Regions from separate parts of the Mus musculus genome. Here region 1 is linked to region 2. The links are chromatin contacts, called in public ChIA-PET maps. All regions are on one chromosome and are shown on one strand. Each heading gives the region's core, a stretch centred on a gene start, on an enhancer-like site or on the middle of the called end of the contact. The rest is flanking DNA. Distances are from core to core; before and after follow the strand shown. Region 1 has its middle 140 kb from the start of 4933430N04Rik. Region 2 has its middle 140 kb from the start of Gm39127.

Evidence for each region. ChIA-PET counts read pairs in DNA pulled down with a chosen protein or histone mark.
Region 1: an H3K27ac ChIA-PET map of liver shows a contact between it and region 2, with 9 times the contacts expected there. The contact joins two enhancer-like sites. A contact is called at or near these places in 10 of 484 Hi-C or Micro-C datasets (cerebral cortex, embryonic stem cells, liver and 3 more) and 2 of 115 datasets of contacts at active chromatin or transcription factors (embryonic stem cells and liver).

Annotation. Positions count from the first base shown.
Region 1 is chr8:8,993,354-8,996,481 of GRCm38.p6, reverse strand. No RefSeq gene overlaps it. Among named protein-coding and RNA genes, the nearest start is that of 4933430N04Rik, 140 kb to the left of the region's middle. Within about 2 kb of position 1,756, at least 105 of the 459 cell types and tissues checked have an H3K27ac peak or open chromatin away from gene starts, as enhancers often do. A contact at or near this core is called in liver, where this site is marked.
Region 2 is chr8:8,866,239-8,869,455 of GRCm38.p6, reverse strand. No RefSeq gene overlaps it. Among named protein-coding and RNA genes, the nearest start is that of Gm39127, 140 kb to the right of the region's middle. Within about 2 kb of position 1,840, at least 6 of the 459 cell types and tissues checked have an H3K27ac peak or open chromatin away from gene starts, as enhancers often do. A contact at or near this core is called in liver, where this site is marked.

The DNA.
Region 1 (3,128 bases), core at 507-3,006, 130 kb before region 2:
TTACAACCATGTCTTTAAAAAGAAAAGAAGGATACAGACAACACCAGGAAATGCCCCTTAGAGACAAATGACCTGTTCTCTGGCCTTCTCCATGGTCTGCCTGCTTCTGCTATGATTCAAAGCAACTCTGAGGTAGCTCGCAGCCCCTTCTGGGAGACAGAATTAGTGTCTTGTCTATGAATATTTCCATTTTGCTGTGAAGCAGAACTTACCTGCACATCCCCTAGAACCTGGTCAAGTCAAACTGAATCCACCGTATGTATTCACTAAGAAGGAAATGCCTGCTCCCCTAAGAGGGAAACCATCTATTTGGTGGCTTCTTCCCAAGACAAAAGTGGGTCTCAAATACCACCCGTTTCCAAGCGAGTCAAAGAGCAACTCAAGGTTCTCTAATGTATACAGATCTGAAAGCCTGTCTGAGATCCCACCGGTTCTAGACAGTTTAAACCTCCAAGATGGTTCACAGAAACTCAGCAAAAGTTGTGAGTGCCCCCCCACCCCCGTGAGTGCCACCCCTGCGGAGGTAAACAAGTGGGATCTATATTTTCAACTGATCTGAACCTGAATCTCCCTGGGTCTCTGTCAATAGCAAGGATTCTTGCTGGGCAACTGCAACCTTCAGCAGAAGCTACGTCCCTGGCCTCAGGATGTATTCTCAGATGCCCAAGCTGGGTTCTCCTTGATGGAGTCCTTAGAACAAATGCTCTCTCTTCCTCCCATCCCCGCAAACCCCTGCACTTCAATCAGAGGAACCAGGAGACTCCAAAGTGCCTTTCACACACCAGCGCCTCGGTGGACTGAGCCTGTGGTTGGAACTCTTTCATCTGCCCGCCTCCTGGAGGAGATTCTCTAATTGATAATGAATTCCTAGGGGGGTGGGGGTGGGGGATACGTGATTTCAGGCTGTAAATTAATAACTCCTTCCAAAGCATAGCACCCAGTTTTTAAAAATAATATTATCTACTACATGGTATGGGTAAATTTTCACAGTAAACTATTCCTAAGAAAGCAAATTTATGATAAGAAAAATTATAATGATTTTTAGTTTGATAGTGCATACTCGAGCAAGTCAATAATTGTAGCGACCTACTTTTCTAAAATATGAAAACCCCACATGTGTTGTCTCAGGCAATTTGTTGAGTTTCAAATTATTTCAAACTGGGAGCCTATATGTAGGGCAGGTGTCTCTTAAATCCCAAATCATGGGTTGCGTGCTGATGCTTGCCTTCAAAGCTTGGGGGTATTTAGGAAAAAAAAATAGTAACAGCAGTGTTGAGAGGAGGGAGGGAGAGAGGAAGAGAGGGAAAGCCGGGAACTGAGGAGAGAAGATGTGGAGGAGGGAGAGGAGGGCAGAGCGGAAGGAGTTAGAGTGGGGGAAGGGAGGCGGAGCAAGGAACAGATTCATTTCCTGGACCACCTTAAAAGCGTTCTTGGTGTTTTAAGCAACCCACAGGCAAGATCCCGGTTAAAGACTGGTGCTAAATCTTTGAATCAATTAATCAGGAGCCTGCGCAGAGCCACCCTACCCAGCTGCATGGACGGCCCGCAACTCCGGGCTGGGGATTCACCAGTTTGCCTCTGTGGCTGCCCTATTGTCGCGCTTGAAAAGAACATTCCCACAGTGCTGGCTCTAAAAACAATAAACATCGTATGTAAAAAGAAATGACATAACCTTGGCACTGATAAGGAGCGTTTCCCAGGGCTGCGGGGACTGTCTCGGGAGGGGCGACAGGCCACCCCCACTCTGGGGCCTGGGAGGAAGTGTCCAAGGAGGCCTGCTGGGGCCCTTGGGCTGTCCCAGCACAAAGAGCTAGGAGTGGGCAGGTCCCTCCCAGCCTCTGGAAAATCAATCTAAGGAAGTCTGATGCCATGGAACGGTTTCCTGTCCACTGTGTGGGAAATCTAGCTGAGTGCAAGCGCTGGTAACAATGGGACAATATATTATAATAAACAGGAAAAATAGCATTGGCCACGGAAATCAATAGCCTGAGTTCACCAGGCATTCATAAGATTGACAAGTGAATAAATTAAAACCAAAAGGTTAGCACACTGAAAGAGAAGTTAATTTTATGTCCGCCCTGGAGCCCCCTCTTTTGAGGCGCAAATTAAGACTGTGTATAATAAAATGAACATAAAGTCTCGAATTTAAAATAAAGCCTTCCTTAGGACTTACATGGTTAGACAAGCAGAGATTCCTTTACAGGCTCCCCCATGCATGGGTAGTCTCAGTCAGGCTGCATTTGCAACCCCCTCCACAGCGTGACCAAAGACTTATTTAAAGAAATTTCTTGCTTTAAATAAACCTGCTCTCAGCAGCCAACTGTTCCTCCAGGAAGTGATGGGACACCCCAATTCACTGTAGAGGCTTACCCAAGCAGAACCGAATGGAGCAGCCTGCACGCTGCTCTTTAATTTAAAGGAGAGAGGAAAAAGCCACTCGAGGCTCCTCCAAACCCCCAAATAATTATAAACAAGAGAACGTAACTGACTCTAGAGCCCACCTGGGTTAAACAAACAGATCAGCTCACAGTCTTCTGGCTTTGTAGCAGCTTCCCTTTCTTAAAAATGTTTTTAAGTTTGGGCTGTCTCTTAAGCCATAAAACTGCTTTAATTAGAATTCACCCGTGAGCATGGCTTGTGATAAAGTGTTCAATGTACCAAATTCCTTCTGATTACTAATAAAGACACAGCCTTGTTGGGCTGGTGGAGCCACGGGCTGAGGGTTTTTGAGACAATTAATTCTCATCCGGGTTCTGCAGCTGAGTTTCACTACAGGTTTGTTTCTCTAAGTGTGGATCTACCCCAGTTTCTGAGCATTTGTTTGATCATATCAGAGTGCAGTAAACAAGTCTCTGGCGGCAGGTGAGCTATTCCATGGACTATCAAGTTTGACTCAAAAACCGCGGGGAAGTTTTGCTGGGCTTTGAAGATGCTCTGGGGTCATCCCTGGTTTCTCCTGTTTTGTTTGACTGTAGCAGTTTCTGCCCAGGGAGGAGCACTGATGGAATCTATTGTTTAGGGAGTTTGAATGGTTTAGTCTTCAGTATATATTAACTAACCAAGGAGGTGCTGGACACATGACGGTGGATTTATGAAACTGTCCACCTGGGAGCTCATTAAAGCATAAA
Region 2 (3,217 bases), core at 591-3,090:
GGCTTTTGTGGCCTGTAAGGAAGTTGCACTTGGAGAACCCAAGGAAATGGACCATATTTCAGTGTTTAAGCCCCACTGGCTGCTCAGTACCTGTGATGGATAAGATTATATCCACAGATGAAACCCATAAAACCCAGGGAGCAATTTCACACACAACTCTTCAGAACTGTTTTTCACGGTGTAAAACCCCAGGCAAATTTAGCAGCCTGGTGTCTGCTAATAGGAAGGGATAGTGAGAGGACTTAAACTGCAATGTTTACAACGAGGGCATGGGGATTGAAATAAGAGGGAGAATGAAGATGTAAACGCACTGTACTGACCTCAGCGCGAACCTGCCCTCACGCATACGTGTACCGTCAAGAACACTAACATGACTGCCCCTGTTGTCTAAGGGGATCGTATCAAAACTAGGTAAGCAACCACAGGTGCTCACTGCATAAAATACATATAGTGCAGATATTATTAAAGACTCATTTGGAAGCCAACAGCGTTGACAGACTATTATGGAGGTGCTTAGAGATGCACGCACTTGGAACATACTCGCAGTTATTATTCAGCAAGGGGATTCTCAGGAACTGCTTTCTCCCCTGAACGTTTTATTTTTTTCTTTAAAATATGTGTGTGTATATCATGCTTTTAAATCAAATGTTATATTTTATAATATTTTCCTGCTTAGAATATGAAACTGCTATAATATTTTTTCAGAAAAGAAAATCCTTTCACTAATGCCAAACATTTCGTCATCTGGTTTTTCTAAGAACACCAAATTAATGTGGATAATAACTAGTACACATTCAAAATCAGTTGCTTTAATAAAAACCACAAGAATTATTTGGTTATGCTGCTTTCTATGGTATGGATTGTCTAAATGTTTTTTTGTGATCCACTGATGGTAAACAACCAATCTGAAGGAGTCAAACATCTTAGAACTTCTTTGTAGACACTGTCAACACACCTTTGTCTCTGTCGCCTTGGATACCTCAGTACACATGGACACACCCACAGGTCTACAGCTCCTCAAATCTCATCTCTTAAAGCTTACTTTCAGAGCTCCGAGTGTTTAAGTACAATATAAAAGCAGCCTGCATTGGAGAAAACAATGGGAATTTTCTTCTGCATTAGCAGTAATTCTCTCTGAAAGGCTAAGGATTCTTAAAAATGGTATTTATCCATCCGTTGAGCTTGCTGCTTTACTTTGACAAATGTTAAGTACAAAAATATAAACCCAAATCACATGATTATGAAACACCAAACCATAACTCGCTCATCAGGTTCGTAGGAAGAAGCTGAGTTTCCACAACGTGTTCCGCAGAAGCAGAGGCTGCCCAGCAGAGGCTGCTGGGGAGGAACAAGCAGCCTTCCTTTGCCTCCTGCAGGCATGTGAAGCCTTGGTTTCCTCTCCCTCCTGCAGGCCCATGAAGCCTCAGTTTCCAGATACTTATGGGCTTCCGTTCGCCCAGATATGGCTCTGCAAAACAATGCTCTGTGAAGGACAACCGAGGAGAGAGAAAGATGAGGCCCTCTGTCTGCTAATGTCCCGTGCTAAGTTCTTTTTCAATTTCACTTTAATGACAATGCGACACCCATCTCAAACATGAGAAGGACAGAACTACCCACCCCAGTGTCCCACTCTGTGAGTTTGCTGTTCCCCCCTCCCCATCCCTCTCCTTGATTTGCCTTTATTTTTTTAGTATGTCACACACACAAATGATTGTTAATATCCTCTCTGCAAATGGACTTCTAGCTACATTTATTTCTCTTTGGCTAATAGTTTGCAGTAGGCAGGCATGCAACCATAAAAAAAATATAATCTTTAATCTTAAGGGCTTCCTGTCCAGGAAGGCAGCGAGGCAGACCAAGTGGCACCAGGCAAACAGCGTGACCTGCAGTGGCTCTCGGCATTGAGTAAACAGCCATGATTGAGAGTTACCTTTTGTAGCAAGGCTCTCCATGGCCCAGTGGCCGAAACAGTCATCTTGTATACCCCAAAATGTCTCTTTGCCTCCCCATCGCTGGGAATGAAATGAAACTTGTTTTGTAGGGGAAATGTGCTGGAGTGTCGAATTTCCTTGTTGGGCTAAAGATGCAGTCTCGTCATCCCTCCCTCATGTGTACCTCCGGTGGAATGAGGCAGCAGTGTTTTAACCAGTCTGCTGTTTCCTCTTTACATTCTGGGGTCCAGACACTTCAACCTCCATGCTTCCCTGGCAGCTTCTCTGGGCTCTAGAAACACCCTTGTCTACTCCACAGCTCAAACAGCCTAGCTGCACATAGCCACCCGTGCCTGGGTTTGCAACCACACCAATGCTGGACTCCCCTCTCTCCTTAGCACCTTAGTTTCTTGCTCTCTCCTTTGCCCAGGAGACCTAAGGGCTCCTCTGGAAATGATGGGCTGTAAAAGTGGAAAAGTTAAAGATCTTCCCCAATTTCTCATATATCTGATTTCCAACTTCCCGCACCCGAGGTCCCAAGAACAAATCTAGGACATAGAGTGCTTTGGAAGTCACCTTCCTGTCAGTGAGATGCCGTATCTTACCCTGTTGTCTTTGCTCCTTGGCAGAAGGAAACGCTATCCTTTAGCTGGGGAACTACAGAAGAGGGTTATTAGAAATGAGTTCACTGACCTCTTATTTTTTTTTTCTTTTTAATGCTGGCTGAATATGGAGGGATAGGAAATACACTTATGTGTAAAGAAACACATACGAACAGTTCTCCAGGAAAACTGGACGATGGAAGACCTGGAAATATCTTAAGCTCATGTTGACATGAAAAAGGAGCACAAGAAAAACATGAAATCTACATGTCTTCACATCATCACCCATGCACTGTGCTGAGAACACACGCTTCCATCTTCTGACTCAAACCAACTATGTGAGAGGCTTTGCATATCCCCAGGAGCCCATGCTGTTCTGTGAGCTCAAACCCTCCTCTTACTTCTATGATGAACATCACACGCATGTGATATCTAAATGAATTGCTCCCCTTTAAAACACTGTCTTTTTCATATCCTGTTTTCCCATCTTTTCAAACTGTTTGGTATGAATAACATATCCTAAAGGCTTCCCAGATGTGTTCATCATCAATTAAGCTATGTGGACATCAGTGAACTTCCTCTTGTAAAACTTCTACCAAGATAAATGAAATAATGTCAGTGTCCAACAGTCCATCCTGAACACATACATGTAACATTATACAGACCAAACAGGTTTAGAAATAT